2 separate regions of the Callithrix jacchus genome follow, and region 2 is linked to region 1. A link is a contact called in public Hi-C data. All regions are on one chromosome and are shown on one strand. The core of a region is the stretch at or near the end of the contact, and the rest is flanking DNA. Distances in the headings are between cores, read along the strand shown.

The links. A called contact is a pair of places that touch in the nucleus more often than the background predicts.
Region 2: a Hi-C map of skeletal muscle shows a contact between it and region 1, with 11 times the contacts expected there. The contact joins the enhancer-like site here to the promoter of BUB1B in region 1. A contact is called at or near these places in 2 of 3 Hi-C or Micro-C datasets (both in skeletal muscle).

The regions. Positions count from the first base shown.
Region 1 is chr8:46,445,502-46,449,254 of calJac240_pri, forward strand. BUB1B (BUB1 mitotic checkpoint serine/threonine kinase B) reads right to left here and starts at 1,885. Exons shown (of 24, transcript XM_035259856.3): 1 at 1,639-1,885. The coding sequence starts at 1,673.
Region 2 is chr8:46,552,083-46,555,745 of calJac240_pri, forward strand. LOC144577354 (a long non-coding RNA gene) reads right to left here. Exons shown (of 3, transcript XR_013521045.1): 2 at 3,586-3,663. Among named protein-coding and RNA genes, the nearest start is that of SRP14, 8.4 kb to the right of the region's middle. Within about 2 kb of position 1,924, at least 3 of the 16 cell types and tissues checked have an H3K27ac peak or open chromatin away from gene starts, as enhancers often do. A contact at or near this core is called in skeletal muscle, where this site is marked.

The DNA of each region.
Region 1 (3,753 bases), core at 635-3,134:
CACCTAATACAAGATACAACACTATTATGCCCTGAATAAATGTTTGTTGAATTCATCTGACCTTTCTTCTCTTGCTCTTAAAAATAGTGATTAAACGATCTCAGTTAAATATCCCAAATTGATCTAAGACTGCCTCCACTTCCTCCCAGACCTGCTCCTCCCAGTCTTCCTCTTTCTCAAATAAATGGCAATCCCATTCTTCAGTTACTCAAGCCAAAAATCTCAGTGCCAACTTTGATGCCCTTCTCATACCCCTCAGTCAGTCAGCAAATCCTACTGGCTCTACCTTCAAAATGTATACAGAAATCAATCACTTCTAATCATCTCCACTGTTTTCCACCTGGCTCAACTCACTTTTGAGCTGAATTATTTTGGGCTAAATTATTTCAATAACCTTTTAACTGGTATCCCTTGCTTCCATCCTTTGCTGCCTTTGTCTATTCAACACAACAGCCAAAGTGATCCCATTTAAACCCAACTCAGATCATGTCTTTCCTTTGCTCAAAACCGTCCAAGGACTTTTGATTACAACTAGAGTAAAAGCCAAGTCCTTACAACGCCTGCATCTTCACCTTTTTTTACTTTACCTCCTTTTACCCTTGTAGTTAATTCTGCTCCAGGGACATAGCCTTGGACACGCCAGGTGCAACTTCCTCCCCCAACTCTTACCCTCAGCCTTTGTAACTCCCCCAGATATAAGAATATCTAGCTCTTCAGATTCCTTCAAGTCTTGACAAAAATGACATCTCCTCAGTGAGACTCCAATGTTCAAGCTAAAATTGCACCACTCCTCACCCCCAATATTCCCTACCCCCACATGCTTTTTTTTAAAGTACTGACCACCACCTCCATCTAACAGTTCGTCTTTATTGTCTAACTCACCCACCTTCATCCCATTCCAGAATTTAAGCTTCATGAGGGTTGAGATTTTTTTGTTCGTGTATTTGCTGCACCCAGAGCTTAGCCAAAAAACATTTGTTACATGAATGAAAGAGCCCATGACACAGCACTTATCAATGCACTGTGGGCACCATAGTGAAGATACATACAGACTTCTAACCTAGAACTGCTATGTAGTTTCTTTTAATAGAAGGAAACGCCGCAAACATGTAGAGAAAGGCTTAGATCTCTGTGCTATTGGAATAATAAATCTAAATCTCTATACTGGCTAAAGGCTTTTTAGACCTCTATGCTATTGACATAGCACCTACCATTTGTTGAACGCTTATTTGAAAGCAGTTACTTAACAAATACTTTGAATTCCCCCAGAACCCCGTAAGGCAACATTAACATCAGCATTTTCCATACAAACGATTTGCCTAAGGTCAAACAACTAGCAGACGGCTGAGCTGAGTTACAAACAGACCACATCACAACTTCCAAGCTCTCTGTCCCGCTGGGGTCCCGCAGCCTTCTTCGCTTTGAAGCTGGATGCGGCAGGATTCGCACGTGCCCTCACTCCTCTGCGTTTTCACCTCCACCTCTGGCGTCCGACGCCAAAGCGAAGGAAGCTCCGGCTGGGCCTGTTCTCCTGACCGTGCCGGTCTCCCTGACTGCTCCGAGCGAAACCTCTGTCACTTACCAGGCACCTTCGGGTCTCTCAGGCCCAGCCCCCAGCAGCTCTTCTTCTGTACGTACCTCAGAGCACCCTCTTCCTTCTTTACCGCCGCCATCCTGCATTCCTGGCTCAGGTCCTCTTCGGCTGCAGGCCTTTCCTCTGGGCCGCAGACTGCCCGGGCTTTCTTCCGCAACCTGCTCTCGGAGCTACAGAAGCGACCAAAGCACACACTAGACTCCCTTACAAACCAGCCACCTCAAGCCCGCATCCCTAGCCGCCAAGATTCAAATTTAACGGTCCGGGCGGCCAACGTGGCCACGCCCCTGCGCTCCTCCGTGCGCTCGCCTCTCGCCCAATGCATTCTGGGGCTTGGAGTTTATACCGGTTTAGTCCGCGCAGTCGCAGTGCATAAGGGGAATTGTAGTTTCCGGGAGTCAATGGCCGCGGAAGCGCTGCAGGTTTCTGCAAGACAAATTCGTCGCAGGTGCAGTCTGTGTCCTGGCTCGAAGGCGAGTTTCTGAGCCGAGCGAGGAACACTTAAAATACCAGAATTTCTTTGCTGTTTTGAGTGTTGGGAGTTGTCTCTGAGTGGTGGGACTTGGTCTGACTCTTCTGGAGAGACCACCCCTGCTGTCTGCCCCAAATCTCACCCGTCCAGGGTTCTTAGGCCACTCTGACCCAGCTGTTTCCTGCCCCACCCTTGAATTTAAAAAAGCTGGATTCTAGTTTTGTAAAATCATACCAAATGTGCAACCTTAGGCAAGCTACATAATCTCTCTGGCCCTCAGTTTTCCTCATCTATAAAGTGATGATATTGTCTTGCTTTCTCTTCTGCTCAGTCCACAAGCGATAGCCACAGCCATGCTATGGCTTCTAAGGTCTCTCTTCTTTCCCCTTCGGGAGACTAGCCTTGACTGACATTAAACTCTTCTCGCAATTTCAATTTACTGAGGAAGAAACTGTGGCAGCTCAGATGTGACCAGGGGAGTAGGGTCTTTTTGTTTGTTTGTTTGGGTTTGTCTTAGAGACAGGGTCTTGCTCTGTTGCCCAGCCTGGAGTGCAGTAGCCTGATCATGGCTCACTGCAGCCTCCAACTCCCCGGCTCAAGTGATCTTCCCGCCTCAGCCTCCCCAGTAGCTGGGATTACAGGTGCTAGACACCTTGAGGCAGGAACAGGGTCTTTTAAATAGGTCCAGGTATAGGGAATTTCTCCTTTATGACTATGTGGATGGTCAGAGAGGTGGCAGTTCCCGGAGGCGGGTGCTGAGAATACTGTCTACTACTCCCTGAGTCTTAGTTCCCAGCTTTCTGTCTTTGTTCATGTTATATATGTCCTTCTTTCCTCTGAATCGTCAGGACTCTTGATTACAAAGAAATAGAAATCCAACTCAAACTGGCCTACTTGGAAAAGGGAATTTACTATCTTTTGTATATAAAGGACTTCAGATAAAGCTTAACGCAGGACTCGTGAACTGGACCTCTCTCCATTTCTTGCCTCTGCTCTTGTTATTGGCTTATTGTCATTCTCCATTGGGTAACAGGCTCAGGACTTTATCCTTACAGGTTCAAATTCAGACTCAGAAGTCACCCTGGTTAACCCCTTCCTCCCAGTCACTGGGGATAGTGGATTCAGGACTTTGATTGTTCAGAACCAAGACCTGTGTTTCACCTTGGGACTGAGAGAGGGGAAGGGGCAATTCCTCACAGGAAATTTTGGTTACTCTTTACTTCCAAGTCCTCCACAGCCAGGAAGCTTTCCTGGATTATGTGAGATGTGGTACATGGGATTCTCTCTCTGACTCATTTGATCTCTTACCTTATGCCAGTACTGACCTAGCACTTCACTTCCTTTCAACAGGGTGTCCTGTTCATATATACAGCTTCTCAATTTTGACCATTTTCTACAAACAATCTTGGCAGTGTAGTATTTGGTCTTTTGATCTGTCTCCCCTATAACCTAGTTGGCTGCCTCATGAACTGTGGTATAATGTAGAACACATTCAGGCTAAACCCCTTGCATATTTTACTACGGGAAAAGAAGGAGGTAGGTAAACAAAATAAAGTAAAACTCCAAAACGTATGATAGAAGGTGCTCTGGCCGGGCACGGTGGCTCAAGCCTGTAATCCCAGCACTTTGGGAGGCCGAGGTGGGTGAATCATGAGGTCAAGAGATCAAGACCATCCTGGTCAACATA
Region 2 (3,663 bases), core at 674-3,173, 110 kb after region 1:
CTGCGCCCCACCCCCCATGTTCTGCTCGTCAAGGAATCTGGAAGAATTCTTGCTCTTCCCCACCAAGTGTTGGGGAATCCTCTTTGAAATTATCTCTTCTTAAGATATTCTCAGTCCAAATCTCCCAAGATTTTTCACCAAAGCTCTTTATCATGAGGATCTGGGGGAAAGAAAATCCCACCTATTTCAGGTTCTGAATAGAATACAATTCCATTTTATCTTTCCCTCAATTAGATTCTCATCTAATTTATGTCCCAGCTGTACTGGCCCCCAGGCACTATAGCAATCCCAAAGTTACCTGCGAGCATCGGAGTGTCACATTTAAAATGGGAAGGGACCTTATAGCTCAGTCCTAACTCCCCAAGTTACAGAGGAAGAAACTCAAGTCCAGCGAAAAGTGACTTGTCCAAGGTCACATGCCAATGAGTGGTAGAATTCAGACTAGAACTCAGCACCGTGGCTGCCACTGCTGTGCTGTTTCTGTGAAGCCATAACCACATAACATCCCCACTCAGTTTAGAGTTTGGGGCCTGGAGTTTAGGTACTATTTTTGGAGACGTTGGAAGTTCCAGGATGAGGTATTTATGAAGATTTGGTTCTCATTTCCCTCTCCAAAGCTCTTGGCTGGTAATGTGGCTCAAGTCTGTAATCTGGGACTTTGGGAAGCTGGGACAGGAGGGTCACTTGAGGCCATGAGTTTGAGACCAGCCTGGGCAACACAGTGAGACCCCAATCTCTATAAAGTAATAATAGTAACAATATAAAGCTCTTGTTTTGTGTTGTATTGCCATAGTCAACTGCAGCCTGGTCTGGGGTAGGAGGAGGCAAGAGGCCAGGGGGCAAGGAGGGCTGCTGAGCTGTGTGATGTCTCTGCTGGGCTCCCAGCCTGGCTGATGGGGGTTTCTCCACCCCATCCTGGGAGCAGGTGTGGGCCCTCTGTCCCCAGAGCTTCTTGAAGAACAGTTTGTTCTGCAGGGTGCAGCCAGGGTGGGGGAGAGTGGCAGATACCAGTACAGCCCTTGAGCCTGCTGCAGCTGCTTCCTGTTGTCAGAGGACTCCTCCACCAAGGAGCTGAGCTCTCTGGCACCTCCACGCCCCTGCCTAGTTCTCCGTGTGGTGTCCTGCCTCAGTAGGTCAGCAACTTCCACAGATACCAAGGAAGGCTGTGTTCAAGCAGCAAGAGCTCAGTGTGAGGAAGTGCCCGTGGCCAGGCACATTTCCAGTCTCGTGGTTTACTACCCTCTGTGCAAACAGGGTCCTGTCCTCACGTATGCGGGTTCATTTCTGTCTTGTCTTCCTTTCCCTGTCTGGAAGATCTTTCCCATTCCGTCTGCAAAGTCAAGTTCTCCCCACTATTTTTGGTTCTATCTCTTCCCCTAAGCTCTGTCCACAGTGACTCCCTCCGCCACCCCCGCTCCACTGGCCATGCTGGACCGTCCAGCGTGAGAGTATGGGCCCTCACTTCACACTGCCTTGTCCTGTGGTTTGACTTTTCACCTAGGTTTGTTTTGTCTCCTCCTCAAGACTTGAAGACAGGATGATTTGGGTCCTTAACCACTGCCTCCTACTTCAAATAAGATCCCGTACAGAGCTGAGCTCATAGCAGACCCTATCCATAAGGGCCCAGTAAATCCTGGCTGAATGTCCCGTCTCAGTGTCTCTCTCTTGGTTCCTGTCTGCTGTGCCACAGTTCACCCCAGAACTTGGAGCATGTTGGGAGGAGAAACGTGGGCTCCTCTCCCTGGTAGTCACATTGCCTCACCGCAGGAGGTGACCCAGGCCTTGCCCCCCGCTAAGCTATGGGCCTCCTTGCCTCCAGGTTCCCCTCTGATTAATCATGAGAGTGCTGTGGGCTGACTGGAACCAACTGCTCCTGTTCTAGAAGGGACTTCCCCAGCATGAATGCTTGCAGGTGGACGGCAAGGGAAGGGGGAGAGCAGTGGTGACCTGTAAGGTGGTGCCCTCATCCAGCTCCAGGGACACGGCTCACAGAACACTCCCAATAGGGGCGGTTCAGCCTGTCTCCATTCTTGTGGCTCTCTTCTCCCCAAGCCTCAGTCAGGGCCTGGCTCATTCTCCCAGGGGGGTCTGAAAGGGGCTGGAGTGGGGGTGGAGCAAGCAGCAACCCGGGACTCTCAGCTCAGCACTCTTCCCCCCATTGTGAAATGGCCTTGGATAAGGGCCAAGCAGGAAGCTGCCTCCTATAGCTCCATGGCCTGGCGCCTGGGGTGTGAGGACGGCCCCAGGTCTTTCCCTCCCCAAGGGAGCGCTGAGGCTGACATACGGAGTCCACCTGCACAGAGACACCGAGACACCGAGCTGCCCTTGGCTAAGTCATGAGGGGCCTATGCTCTCCCTCACGCTCTCTGTGCCTGGCAGGTGGTGGCAGGCAAAGGGGTGTGAAGGGTGGTGGAAAGTGCATGGGCCTGGGGCTCAGGGCCCAGGGCTTCCGATCTCATCATTATCAAGCTTTGTGATCTTGGTCAAGTCAGTTTCCCTCTTTGGACCTCACTCGGTTTCTATTCACTTGTGAATAACTAGAAGGTAAAGGGTTGGACTAAAAGGTCTTGGAGTCCTCTTGCAGCTCAATATTGTGATGCACTGAAGTTGATGATTCATTGATGTTATTACCGGGACTTGGCTCTGATCAGACGGGAGTTTGTTCATTGTGTCTGTCTAGGATTCCCTGTATAAATCTGCATCTGTTGGTCTGTCAGAGAGGTGGAGTGGACTTTCCTGAACAATCAAGGATGAATGATGACACAGAGGCCGAGACATGAACAGCATCTGTTGCTTTAGGGAGTTGAGACACCTGGGTAATCTGTGCAGAACTCTGGGTATATAATTTCCTGTCCTAGACTTCTAGACAGGAAACTTTAAATTTGGGACCCCTAATCATCATGAATAAGGGAGCCCCTCCTCCCACCCACTAAAACCATGAAAGTTGGGGGAGGAGGAAGGCAAGAAGAGGTGTTCGCACCCCAGACCTCCAGACTGGCTGGGAATGCTTGAGCAATAACTATGCTTGCCTTTCCTGGCCTCAGTTTCCCCTCATACAATATGAAGTATGCCGGCCCCCTTCTTGAGGCTCATCCAGGAAGGAAATCCTAGATGAGAAGGGGAGAACCTGTTAAAGATCACACATGCTTCATGAGTGCCGCTACCTGATTCTGAACAAGGATGGCGTGCAGGCATGTGGGGCCAGCGGCTGCCCATGGGGTGCAGCCTAGAGGGTACTGGCAATTCCTTTGTATCTCTCCAAAGCCCGTACACTAGAAATCCAACCATTAGAGTCTTTTCTTAGTTTAACATCACCTAGGTTTCCTCCACAAATGGAGTGCGTGTGACATACTCACCATTTGTTCTGAACATGTTAGTGTGATTCAGCTACCAGCTAGGTTGCCTCCACACAGCTAGCTGAGCTTAGTAAGAGACTGGGATTTTGGTGGGGGTGGAGGAAGGGTGTTTTGCAGGACTGAATATTTATACTTGAAAAGAAGAGGAAAAGAACAATGAAACCTAGCTTTTCTGGCATGCTTTCTCACTTATAAGGTATTTATATTCACATTGTCACATTTTACTCACCACAGCAATGTGAGGAATATACTCCCATTTTACAGCTGAATAAATGGAGGCCTATAGAGATTAGGATGACTTTCCTTC